Linked DNA regions of Anser cygnoides: region 1 is linked to region 2. Evidence: chromatin contacts called from public Hi-C data. All regions are on one chromosome and are shown on one strand. Each heading gives the region's core, a stretch centred on a gene start, on an enhancer-like site or on the middle of the called end of the contact. The rest is flanking DNA. Distances are from core to core; before and after follow the strand shown.

The links. A called contact is a pair of places that touch in the nucleus more often than the background predicts.
Region 1: a contact with region 2 is called in a Hi-C map of liver, with 1.8 times the contacts expected there. The contact joins the promoter of CCDC88C here to the promoter of TTC7B in region 2. A contact is called at or near these places in 2 of 7 Hi-C or Micro-C datasets (granulosa cells and liver).

Annotation. Positions count from the first base shown.
Region 1 is chr5:49,722,516-49,729,381 of Taihu_goose_T2T_genome, reverse strand. CCDC88C (coiled-coil domain containing 88C) reads left to right here and starts at 1,614. Exons shown (of 30, transcript XM_066998255.1): 1 at 1,614-1,956; 2 at 2,075-2,175. The coding sequence starts at 1,897.
Region 2 is chr5:49,460,741-49,467,461 of Taihu_goose_T2T_genome, reverse strand. TTC7B (tetratricopeptide repeat domain 7B) reads left to right here and starts at 3,538. Exons shown (of 21, transcript XM_066998260.1): 1 at 3,538-3,767. The coding sequence starts at 3,647.

The DNA of each region.
Region 1 (6,866 bases), core at 365-2,864, 260 kb before region 2:
TGAGACAACATGATTCCCACAGCACAAGGTAAGTGTAATTTAACTGTTTGTTACCCCCTGGTACATCCTCACGAGGACCTTGGAGAGAAGTGGCTGCACCAGGTTGTAAGCAAGGGGCAGCTCACAGAGGTCTGGTCCCTGGTATCATGTGTTGGTCCACAAGATTTAAGGATGTTTTGATCATGCCTGATCATTAGCATGCTTAAATAGCATGTTCACTAGCTAACTGAGGGCCGTTCCTGTATAATAAATGGGATCCATCCAAGTGCAGACCTGGAGTTTTGGGCTACTCCTGGTGTCTTTAATAAGAGCAGGGAGGTTTTCCTCCATGAATGCTTCCCCCTGCGGGGCTGGGCTAATGAAGCAGGCATCGAGCAGGGGTAGTGCAGGCAGGAAGGTGCCATCTTCCCTCAGGCTGACCTCGCCTCAAAATGGCTGATGAGGGGTGACCAACTCAGGACAACCCCTGCTCTCCAACATGGGGGAAGTTTCCCTTTTTCTTCCATAGACGTCTCAGATGACAACATCCCTCCCACTAATGTATCTGAGATTTACTGCCAGATTTCCTGATTATCACTGACTCTACCTACACGGCTGCCTAAAATAAAGATCCTCGTGAAACAAATAATTAAAACTGATCTTATGTGGGACAAGCAGGCCGCTGCAAAGAACAACATTGTCTGTCACTTCGTAATGGATTGCTTACAAACCGCTCAGTTCCTACAGGCAAAACAACATCTGTCCCTCCCCGACAGAACGAAGCTACACACGTGTACCCACATCCCTTCTCAAAAATAGGGGTGGGAGATTGAGTGGTCAGTAAGAAAAAGAATTGCAGATACAATTTGCCTGACTTGGTAAGATCCAAAATATATTTTGTGAGTTTACTGTGATTAAATGAGACAGACAAAATGCATTCTGAAGTGGCTGATGCACAGACTATTGTATGAAAAATAGAACACGCATTCTGGGGAAAAATAAAGTGGTGTAGTCATCCAGATACAACTAAGAAACAGAAAAAGTCCATTAGAATTATGGGAGAATGTCAGATTATCTGGAATTATTATTTTTTAACTAAAATAAATTAAGTTCTGCCCCCATTCCCCCCCCCCCCCCGGGAAATAATTCACTTGCTGAGCGATTGCTGTGGGTGCTGGGGCAGCAGTGGGCCCACGGGCTGCTAGCCATGGCCCACGGGCTGCTAGCCACGAGCTGCTAGCCAGGGCCCCGCCGTGCTCGGCCCCGCAGAGGAGCGCTGTCCCCTTGGCAGCGGTATCCCTAACAAACCACCTGATGCTGCTTGAGGACAGCAACGAGGACCGAGTGCTGCTTGCCCCTCGCTTCGTTTTACTGGAAGCGGGCGTGAGATCGTGTACACCCCCCTTTTTTCCAGAGATTTTCCCTTTCTGCCCGCTGGCGCTGAGCGGGGATTCAGCTGCCCCCTGCAGCCCCCACGCAGCCACCTCAGGGCCGGGCGGGGGCACCCTCCGCCTCGCCTCCTCCCGCCCCCGTCTGCCTCCTATTGGCTAGCGCCGGCCGCTCGGCGGCTCCCATTGGCGGCGGGCGCCGCCCGTCACGGCGGCCGGGCTGTAATGGCCGGGGCGAGGCCGCGCCCCGCCGCAGGTAGCAGCGGGGCCGGGACGGGGCCGCGCCGCGCGGGCTCCGGGAGCGGCCCCGCAGGAGCCTCCCGCCTCCGCGCCCACCCCCCGCGGGCGGCCGTTGCCCCCCGCCGCCATTTCCCTTCCCCGTTCCCCTTCGCCGAGCTCCGCCGGGCCGGGGGGCGATGAGCCGCGGCTCGCCGCCGCTGTAGGCGGGCGCTGCCCGGCGGCGGGGCCATGGGCTCGGCGCCTTTGTCTGCCGAGTGAGCCGGCCCCGCTGCCGCGCCCTCCCGGCGACATGGACGTGACCGTCTCCGAGCTCCTGGAGCTCTTCCTGCAGAGCCCGCTGGTGACCTGGGTGAGTCCGGGGGGCAGGCGGCCGGCGGGCAGCTCCCGAGGCACCTGCTTCGGCCGCAGCACGCCCCCGTCCCTCTTTTCCGTCCTTCATCCTTCCTTCATCCTCCCTTCCCTGGCAGGTGAAAACCTTCGGGGCCCTGGCGAGCGGCAGCGAGGACAAGCTGGGCATGTACATGGAGCTGGCGGACGGCGTGCTGCTCAACAGGATCATGCTGCAGATGTGAGCGGGGGCACGGGGTGGGGGGGGGGAACGGCACCGGTCGGGCGTCTGCCTCCCTTCCGACGCCTTTAGGAAAGTAACAAAAAGAAAGGGGGGGAATGCAACCCTCCGTCCCGTCCGGGTTTGCTTTGCTGCTTCAGCTCCTTCTGGTTTTGCACGCTTTTAAACGGCTGCCTCGTTTTTAGCGTGCTCGCGCCCTTCAGGAGAGGCTGCGTTGCAGGGTAAATAAGGAAACGAAAGCGCTTCATCAGATGAAGCTTTACTGGGGGGGTTGCATCTGAAGCATGTCTACGTGGTCGTGTAAGATTTGGCGTTAAAAACAGATTGGTAAAGAGAAAACTTTACTTTGGTAGCTAGTGTGTTTTTCAGGCAGTGCTGTAGAGATATGTCTCGAGGAAACTTACAAGTAGGTTAAAAGCCCAGACTGAAAATAACTCTTTTCTTTTAACCCTGAAGTAAATTGTTGTTAAAGCATCCATTTTTAACCACATCCTTTCCTGTCACTGCTCTGCTATGCGCAGATCCTGGCTGTTTCTGTTTCGTCTTTGTAATTGCTTTTAAATACTCAGAAATGCATCTGATAAAGAGCTGGCAGGGAAAGGTATTTGACTTGCAGGGGAGGAAGCTTCCAACATCACCCAGTTCTGGCACTGCCCTTTTCTCACAGAACGAAACCAAGTAAAGCTCAACCAGTGATGTGAAGTTAGGCCAACTTCAAGCACATAAATGAAGAGTGTATATTAGGATCTTTAAACAGAATTCTTTTTTTTTTGAAAAGTAACTTAAAAAAAAGTGTGAGAATCTGTGTCCCACCCTCTCAAGTTGGCAAGTTCTGTTATCTTCTGGTACCTGGCTGCTCCAGCTGTAAAGGCAATCGAGCTTTCTTCATGGTGGAAATTCTGTACTGGAACTTGGACAATGAAGATCTGAAGGTGATTCATGATTCAGAGAAGGACCCAGATCAGTCACCCCGCTTGGGGTTGATGCAGTAGTGGTGTAAAATGGAGCAAAGTGTTAGTTGTAAAAAGAAGATGCAAATTCTAGCATTTCTGAGGAATAATTATGCTTCCAAAAGAGAAGTTTCTGCAAATTGGAGCCTTGAGCATGAGCATTCAAATGCAGATTTGTACCTTTTCCAAAATGTGGGAAATGGGATTTTGCACCAAACGCAATGGTCATAAATCAACCAACCAAACAAACCAACCAAAAAAAAGCACTAAAGAAAACCAACCGAAGTGTCAAGGACCTGTAGCAATTGTGAGTCTGCTGTAGATTTAACTAACTGGACTGTCACCGTTCTCTAATGTGTGAAAGAATTAACTATTTCAAAACAAGGAAACTGAACTTAGTACTTAGTCTCCCAATTTTGGTTACTAAATAGGCAGAAGTTTTGTGGCTTTGAATGACTGTAAAATTCTGAAGCGAGCGATAGATTTGAGAAGTGCTTTATCATTATAAATAAAAAACATATACAATAAAAATATACATATACAATAAAACTTAAGTATTTTGTAATTGGCCAGTTGAAATATCTAAGGTGACATAAAATTGTTCGGGTCTGTGGAGCAACTTAATGGTGCTCTGGGGACAGGGAGCGAACAATAAAAGCTTCTTGAAATGAGGAATTGAAGTGTATGGACTAACAGTGCAGGAACACTATTTGGCATTTTGTTGGTTATCACGTTGGTTTTGTCGATTATCATGTTGGTGAGAAATGCCCTGGCATGTTTACTTGCCTCAGGCAGTCAGGAAAGTAAGTTTGTTTCTTCCAAAAGATAATCTCTGCCAGCAGTGTGGCAGTGTTCTTGAGGGAAGCACAGGCAGGATTGAGTAGGAAACTGACCCATTATTCACAATTGGAGCTTTTTTCCCCCCTTTTAGGCAGCTTTGGCAGTGTTTCTAATGGTGGCTGGGGAGCTTGAAATTAAGACTTTTCTGCTGAGAGCCTGAAGCTGTTTAACTAAGGAAAGATCCTGGCTGTATTTATGTATCCTGACTGAGCAGGGTGCTGTCTGTGACCTTCATTTGTTCTGACCTAACCTTTAGAACTTGCAATGCAATTACTGCTTACCTGTAAATTGGGAAGGCTTTTCAAGGAGTGTTTCTGCCCCACAAAGCTTTCAGAATAGAAAAATAAATGTGTTTTTAAAATGCTTGCTCACTGGTTCGGCAAGCCTTGGTCCCTGAAGATGACTCTTAGTGCTTGGCTTGAGATTTGTTCCTGCTGAAATTGTATTAATGAGGGCCTTTAACGAATGTGATAAAATTTGGTATGCCATGATACCCTTCATTGCCTGAAAGCATGTGTGCATGCATACATGTGCGTGCTTGCAGAGAGTCAATAGCTGCCCTCATGTTGTGGATAGCTGTATTCTTGCCCGTGTGTTATTTCAGTTTTAGTTATTCAGGTTACTCTGTTTGCCTACTTACTGGAGCACAACTAACACAGGCATATGACCTTACATCTAGACACCGGGTGTGATGCAGTGCTTTGCTGCAGACCAACAGGTTTCTTTTGATGAAGGTTTCAGAAGTCAAATTCTTTTGAATTTCCTTATTAAAACTAAAATGCTTTTTGTCCTCCAGCTAAGCAGAGTTGAAGTTTCATATGTGGCTAGAAAGTCTGGTGGCTCTGTGAAGAAATCCAGATATACCTGTTGAGAGTGAGTGAAAGTAAGGCTGTTTGAGGTGCAGAGAGGGTTGTGCTAGTTCAGTCACTCTCCAGTTCCTGTTGTAATAGGTTGGATTTTTCCCAAATGCTGTCTGGCAACTTGGAATGGGTGGAGAAGATCCCAGTGCTGTGATGTTGTGGCGTCGATGTTTTTAGATAGTGGGTTCATATCAGCAAGGCGACCATGTCACCAGGGAGGTGGTAGGTGATGTTTGTCCCTCTTCCTGCCTGTCGGGTCCCTGCTGTGTGGAAGGAGTGAAAACAGGGATGTGTCTTTGCACTGTTCTCTTTTAGAGATGAGGCAGGTTCTGCCACGGCCTGGTCAGTAGACAGCCAGCTGTTGGGCTCTGCTGCATGGCTTTTTTTAGATGACCCCTGATGGCGTGAGACGCTTCTAAAAAGGTAGCTAGAGATTGCATCGCTTTGAGTTGTGGTGCTTAAGCAGGTAAATCCAGTAGGAAGAGGCATACAGCAGCATTTGGATTCCCACTTGTATCTTAAAGACTTAATTTTTTTCAAGTCATTTTGCTGTAAATGGGTGGTTTCCTCTTCCTGTGTTCAGTCCACATGTGTACCCCAACGCATCTGCATGGAGGCTGCGTTGACTTTGCACATTTTCAGTAGCAGGTTAACGCACTGTATGTGGTAATGCTTACGTTAATCTTCATAGTGGATCTGCTGTGTTTCTGGCAGATGTGTGTGTGTCAGGTAAACGAGCTTCTCTGTGGACAAATTTTAAAGAACTTTTTTAGATGGTTGCGTGTTACTTCCTGGTATGAAAGTAGCACGTGGTGACACTGAATAGACTGCCTTCAGTGTTAAGGTTGCAGCTGTGTCATAATACCCCTGAGTGTAAGCAAATATTTACCCTGTTTAACTTCTTATTGGAAGCTCTATTTGGGAAATTATGTGAGGGATTTATATGTGCAGGCACCTCAGTGCTCTAATATTGACTTGTTCTAATCCCTCTGACTGTAGATTCTGCGTTCCTGTTAAAACGTTCAGGAAGCAGAAGTGTGTGTCAGGAATACATCTGATTAAACCATTTGTATTAAAACCACATAAAAGTTCACAATAATGGTTTTCTTGATTTCATTTGCAGCTGCCTCAGTGTGAGGTAGTCATTCTGCCTTCTTTAATTTAGACCTCGTGACAGGAACAACCAAGTTGCTGGTGCCTGCTTCTTGTGGTTTGCAGCAAGCAGCATGAGGAATGGGCGGCTGAAGATACACATCCGTTTAACTTAAAATCACGTTTGAACTTCCATTTTTCAGGCAATTTAGAATCCCCTCCAGCCTTCAGTGTCCTCATTCCTCTTTATGGTAGAGGAGGAAAGAGAATTATATGAGAATTGGGCTAACCCAGGCCTGGTGCGTTTGGAGTCAGTGAGCTCGCTGCGGAAGGAGGTGCAGGTGCAGTCTGGGGACACGGATGCTGGACACACCTGGCATTCTGATCTGTTCTGATGTTTAGTGACCCTTGGGCACAGTTTGAGGGCTTCCCCATTAATTACCTGAATTATTTGTCAGAAATTGCTCAAATAGGATTGTCATTTTGAATTCTGGAAACAATATATATTTTTGCCCTGTTTTGTTGCTTTTAGTTTATTATCTGGTGGCTTAAGGGGGTGAGCATTCAGGCACTGGTGCTGACAGCCCCACATCCTCTGAGCTCACGGTTCAGCTCCCATCTCCCTGCCCTTCCTTTCCTCTTCACCCCTATAAAAAGCCTGAAGAAGGCATACAGATCAGAGGACTTATTTGAAATGCTTGTGTATACAGTGAGGCCTGAGACTTTCCTTCTGGTGGTTTGGCTTGTTTTTTTTACTTGTTTGGTGAGGGCTGCCCATGGTCACGCCTGTCACACTGCCTCCATCCTGTTTAGTGAAGGTCTTTGATGGTGAGGGGTAGGTGGTTTTTAAAAAACATGAGGGCTGCAATTTTTATTTTTGCATAAGGGAAAGATGAAACATCAGAACTGGAAAAAAAAAATAATCTCATTGAGGTTGGTTTCACTGATT
Region 2 (6,721 bases), core at 2,289-4,788:
TAAGATATTGGTGAAATAAAGATATGTGTTGAGGAAAAGCTTATCTTTTTAATATTAACTTTTGAATTCCATTTATGCTTTGTGGAGATGAAATAGGGACTTACGTTGCTGTCTTTTGTTACATTAGATTTCCCTGAAAATCTTCTTTCTGTGACATATGCTATAGGAACTCCGAAGAATTTTTTTTTAATAGTCAGCACTTTGATTAGCAGCTTCAAACACACACTTTAGAAGAAAAAACGCTGGTCGATTGTGAAGGACTAAAACTAGAGTAATAGGTAAGCTTGCATATTAAACACTTCTGTTAATAGTGAAGGAACTTTATACACATATCCTTTGACACATATTGGATTTTAAGCTTGAACTAGCCTCTTCTCTCAAGGGCATACATACCAGTGAGCTGACTTCAGCACAGCTGTCATGAAAATCACGTTTTTACTTATTATTATTATTATTATTTTAGAATAAAGGAAAGCTAGAACAAAGATGAAGTTTGGTTCCTCTCCTGCCATTTCAGCATTGAATAGTATTTGTGTAAGAAGCCAGAAACTCAACCTAGAATAAACCCAGTGATCTTCTAAATTTGCTTGCCTTTTTTTTTCTTATGAGTTACTAGCCTTCTATTGAATATGTGACCTTTAAAAATATGAGTAGTATTTGAATTGATTTTTCTGATCCCTTGTTATAGATTGTTTAATATCTTAGTAGAGAATGAAATGTTTTATTTAAGTCAGTATTCTCTAAAATTACCAAGTTTTTAATGGTTTAAACACCTGTCATTTTTGTTTCCCATAATACTGTATGGAGTAGTAGTGCAGAAAACTTTGTTGTTAAGTCTATTTTCAGGTTGCTTGAAGTACCAGAGTAAATATCAAGGTGTTCTGTGGACTGAAAGTTACCGTTTCTTCATACCTAGCTCATGAAGTTGCACTGAACAATCAAGTATCAGTTCTCTTATTGCCCTGTATTTGAGGAGGTGGGGTGTCGAGTGGGAAGGGTGGCGTAAGGCAGAGTGCTTGACCAACACAACCTAGCTTCTTTCCCTGCATTTTGATTTTACATACTTTTCAGAAACCAGATGCATTTCATTTTTTTATACAGTTACGGGTCATCTACAGTAGAATCTTAGGGCAGCCTTAGGTATACGGAAGTTTCACTAATGTTAAAGCAGACTTCCTAATTGTGCCAATGTGTTTCAAAATATACTAATTCCTTTTGCATAGATGTCTCACTTCATAAATAGTAACTACTGAGATAATAAGTCTGATGAGCTGTTATGTAAATATTTTAATACTATTCTTTTGCTGGTAGCTTTTACTGAAATGATGTGATTAGTGCTAACAAAATGTGTTAAAATTGCTATGAATAAATATGAATAATCTTCATAAGCAAACTAACTATTTGGGAAAATTCAAATGTTAATTTCTTCCTCTTATGCCTAAAAGAACTGGTAGTTATGATGTCAACGATTTTCAGCTATCATTCATTTGCTGCTTCATTTTTCATTTCATTCTTTTATCTGACCAGTAAAACACCCTTCTGTAATCAATGTAATGTCGTCTGGATCTTCTGAGACCTCACTTAAACAAAAAATGTTTTAGCACATCCTTCTCCTTTTACTTTTGTTGCAGTATTAAATATTCTTTCCATTCCTGTAGCACACTCCACTGTATTCCTTAAACACCATTATGTCCTGCTATTGTTAGGTTCTGTTTCACTTTTTAAAATTTGAAGTATACATTGCTTGAATTTGAACTGCAGCCTGAAAGCACTCTAACAGCAGCTTGAGGGAAAGCCAGGTTACAATATCCAAGCCTTGCACTATTATGATTTGGATAGTACTGGGAATGAAAAATAAATTAGTTGGAACCCTGAGAAGGACATTTGTTACTTGGCATAAAGTTGTGGTATCTATGACAGCCTGAGGGTACAAGCAAAGCAAGGTTTGTAGGAAGAAGGTATTTTATGAGATTGAGCAATGCAGCTGGGGAGCACATGGACAAGCTTTTAGTCTCACAAGCCTGGGTCTGCACCTGGCCAATTAATTGTTTGATGGCAATGTTGGTTTCCTGTCTTTAAAAAGATTCATCCTTTTTCTGGCCTTTCCATTGGTGATCAGAACCAAATAAAACTTCAGAAACTGCCTGTCACTAATATTTGTGGTACACACACCAATCAGGAAACATTACAGAAATTCTGTGATGTGGATAACAGCTCTACCAGTGTCCATAGGCGTGTCGTATTTACATGTAGCTGAAACATTTATATAACAGCATGCAAAGGTGACTGGTGATAGTATTATTCCCTGAGTTTGAAGATCATAGTTCCTAGGGTTTGAGGAATATCTACTAGCAGTTATGACACAATGGTTGACTTGTTCTCACGCTAGTAATGCTGTTCGCTCCAATTTGAATTTTGAGTTTGTGATCCTGACATTTCTGAAGACTGAAATACACTAGATCCAGAGTGGTGCAATGTCTGCTACAGCAATGCCAGCATCCAGCCTGTGTTTTGTATCTTCACACCAGCAGACAGATCGTAGTCCTTCAAAGTCAAGCACATGCAGATTGGCGTCACTGACTTCTCTTTTCTGTGGATGAGAGTAAGTTCTACAAGTCTGCACTTGGATGCGGAGGAGGATGTTTAGATCGTTTAAATTCACCTTGTGTCTAGTGCATTAGGTTACACTGTATCTCTGCGCAACCAGTTCTGTCCCTGGGGCTCTATACTTACATTGGGAAAAGTAGCAATTGGCGAGGTTTACCTTTCAGTGTAGTTTTGGTGCTTTTGCTACATGTTTCACTACATAGCAGTTGTAACAGTTTTCTTCTGAGGTCTCCCTAAGTTTGTGGAACTGGTTTGTCATGTTGCACTGGACAAAGATACATGATATTTATTCAGATTGGTTTCAGCTACTATTTTGTTCCACCCAAAGCTTGGAAATGTATTTGTTCTCTCAAAATGTAGGGAACGGTATAATACAGGCACGGCCATACCCTCCGCTCTTCATGAAAGGAACAGGTCGGTACCCAGCTAGAAAGGCCAAGCTGAAGTCCCCCTTTCTGTGTGACTAGATGTGAAGGAGCATGTCAGGGCCAAAGCGCAGTGTGAGATGTGTGGAGAGAAAAGACAAAAACAAGAACATCTTCAAATAGATTAAAAAACCCTGAAGTAGAACAGGTGGGAGATTTCGAGGCGGCAGGAGACCACTGCAGGCAAGAACTGGTTTTGTGTTATGTTTTGTGGAACAGCTCGTGCACCCGCTCGCTAGCAGGTAGCCGAGCGGGACAGGTGCGGTTCCTGCCTATTCTCCCACGAGCCGCTGGGCCTCCCCTCGGTCCCGGGGGCTGTCAGGGCGGCTACACGGCCCGGCCCGGCCCGGCCCGGCCCTGCCCGGCCCGGCGGCCGCCTCAGCCCGGTGGCGGTGGCGAGGCCTGTGGTGGCCGCGCTCCCGCCGCTTCCCGCCAGGGGGCGCCGCTCCCGGCCGCGGGCCGCAGCCTCCAGTTCCGCCGCTGCCGGCGCACAGGCGCCCGGTGCCGCCGTCCTGTCCCCGCCTCCTCCTCCTCCTCCTCCTCCTCCGTCCCCTCCTTCCCGCCCGCTCCCGCAGCCCCGGCCCCTTCCCCCGGCGGGGCCCATCGGCCCGGCCATGGCCACCAAGAAGGCGGGCTCGCGGCTGGAGACGGAGATCGAGCGGTGTCGCTCCGAGTGCCAGTGGGAGCGGATCCCCGAGCTCGTCAAGCAGCTCTCGGCCAAGCTCATCGCTAACGGTGCGCTGCGGGGCCGGGCGGGCCGAGGCCGAGGGGCGGCCGCCCGGGGCTCCCCGCCGCCCGGCCGGGCAGGTGCCGCCGAGCCCCCGGGGCAGCGTGTGGGGGAGCCCGGCCCCGGGGGCGGGGGGTGCCGGGGGAGTGCCGGGGGGTGCCGGGGCCGCGGTGGGCGCACGGAGCCGTGCGGGGGCTCGGCGGGGCCGTGTGGAGCCCCCGGCGCCCTCCTGCCTCCGCGTCCTGCGGAGCTGTGTGTGCTGCAGGATCCGCGCGTAGCCTGCCTTGCGGAGGCTCCCTCCCCTTCGGTTACAAGCGCTCCTCTGCAGCGTAATGTAACGCTGCTTCGTTTCGTTACTCGTTACTAACGATGAGCGGTTTACTCGGACCTCTGGTTCTCGTATCCCTAACTTTTAAGCGCTTAGCTGAAGGAGGTGGAAGGCAGCGCTGCCTTCGGAGGGATGGAAGCGCAGACTGGGCTGGGGGCACGCCGGGCAGGTCTCCCTGGCAGCCTCGCTTCGCTCTGCGCGTGAGAAACGCCGTGGGGATGGTGTCTGAGCTCGCTCCTCTGCGGGAGCTGGACCCGCAGGTGCTTTTAGAGAGAAATAGGTCTGGGGAGACAGGGCTTGGGGTGACCTCAGGGGTGATAAGTTAACAGAGAGGCAGGATGAGGCGTGAGGCTGGTGGCACCTGGAGCATGCTGCGCAGGCTTTGCATGCTTAGGCAGACGAGACAAGTGCGTGGTTCAGGCCTGCAGAAATACAAATAGAAGAGCAAAAGCCTGAATCAAAGTAAGGAGGAGAGGGAGAATTTAAGGACAGATGGATCAGGAGTAGATAGACTTATGCGTGTTGGCCTTAAAAACGACTGGGTAGGGATCCTGAAACACACTGGTGTTATAGTAGTTAAAAATAGACACAAGTGAAAAGGTGAAAGGTGTTAGTTTGTTTTAAGGACATGCTTTATTGAGTGGTAGACTATGGACTAGAGATCAGTTCAAGCAGAGACAAATGGCTTTTGGCTGTCCGATTGAGAAGAAGGACCTTCTCTGAATTAGTATGTGTTAAGGTATTTCAGATAGGTGGGGAGTGCTAGGCAGAAGATATTATTGATAGTTTGACTTCGGTTTCTCTGACCAGGGTACTCTTTACCTAGCTGAAGCACATCAGAGAAGTTGATGCTGTCTGTATAACTTTACACATCAGTGACTTTACCATTGTGGTGCCTTCTAGATTCTGTACCAGTCAGAGTACATATTATTAGAGCGTTTTCTGATCTTTAAAATATCAAAAAGTATTGAATGTGGATTTCATCTCTTTCTGGTAGCATAGGAAGGATTACATCAATATCCCAGGCTTCCAAACTCTAGCTAAACGAGAAGGACATCAACAGTAAGTGAAGTGGTAGTGACTCTCCATTTGTAGCAGAGGAAGGCAGAGAGAAATGTATCTAATGAAATACATGCCTGTGCTGTTGAGAGTATCTAAAACCACAAGTTTGTGGTCTAGATCCCGGTGTGACCAATAGGTTGAAGGCTAAGGTTATCAGCTAGCCAGACAACGAAGAGGCAGGGCCTCTATTCTGCCCATGAAGACACACAAACTGAAAGATGTTTTGCTGCATAGCCCTGTTGTTAGTTGATCTGAAGCGGTTGATTTAAGAAAAGGTACTTGGAACCTCACTGCCTCCTTCTGCAGCAATGTTTGCTTTTACAAATTGGCTAGGGAATGATAACAGAAGATTTGCTTTTTGGCTAAGCATAGAACAATTTAGAAGAATGATTTAAAAGTGTAAGAAAAGAAAAAAGAGGGGAGAGGATGTTCATTCTGTCCATATATTGTTGTGTGGGATTGGCTCTGGCTCTTGAACGCTGGAACATTTTGAGTAGGCTTGATTATTGTATTGTTTGTTCTGTTTTGTACTACTGATGGCTCCTGTTTACTCCCTCCTAAAATTAGGGGTTTGTTTAAAGCCTGACAGTGGTTCAAATGTAAATGACAGTTTACGTAGGATTTTGGATGTACAAAAATGGCACTTTCTAGAACTAATTTCTGTATCTGGATTGTGTTTGAAAGGCTTACAAACTTACTGAGCTTTCAGATAAACAGGGAGGAGAAATATTAATGGATCGGTCACTGCCTTTGATATTCCGTAAGTAAGGGTCACAATTTGGACCATGGAAAGTATGTGCTCTGTGACTTGCATTGTCTTTACACAAGGGATAAATAGATGAAAGAAAGGTCTTTAACCTAGCTCAGAGTCGTTAGACGTTTATCCAGTTTGTATTATGTTTCTCTCCTTCAGAACCAGGACTCAGCAGCAGTAATAAGGTTTACGCCATGTTACACAAATCTCTGTTTGAGCTCTTGCTTCATCAGCGCTCTTGTAAAAGGTCGGCTCAGAGCTGTCATGTGCGGGTGTGGTGAGTTAGCCCTGGCCAGCAGCAGATGCCCACCCTGCCTCTCCACCTCTCCCCTTCCCTAGTGGGGCAGGGGCAGGAAATAGGGTAAATGGATAAAGATGGGGAGATCGCTTACTGACTTCTGTTACAGGCAAAACAGACCTGATTTGGGGAAAGTTAATTGATTGCCAGTTAAAATAGAATGAGGTAGCGAGAAACAAAACGACATCAAAACAACACTTTTCCTCCCCACTTTCGCAGGCTCAACTTCACTCCTTCACCTGAGCCCCTCCTTGCACAGTGTGGGTGCAGAGAGGCTGCCGTCAGTTTCTCTCTGCTATTCCTTCTCACGCTTTTCCTCCACTTTGGCACAGGCTCCCCACAGGCTGAAGTCTTTCAGGCAAAAAATGTGCTCTGGCCTGACCTCCACATGGCCTGCAGGTCCTTCAGGGCATGTCCACCTGCTCCAGTGTGGGACCTCCCTGGGCAGCACGGAGATCTGCTCTGGCACCTGGAGCACCGCCTCCTGGTGTTCCCTCTGCTGGTTCGCACTCTTCCTGTT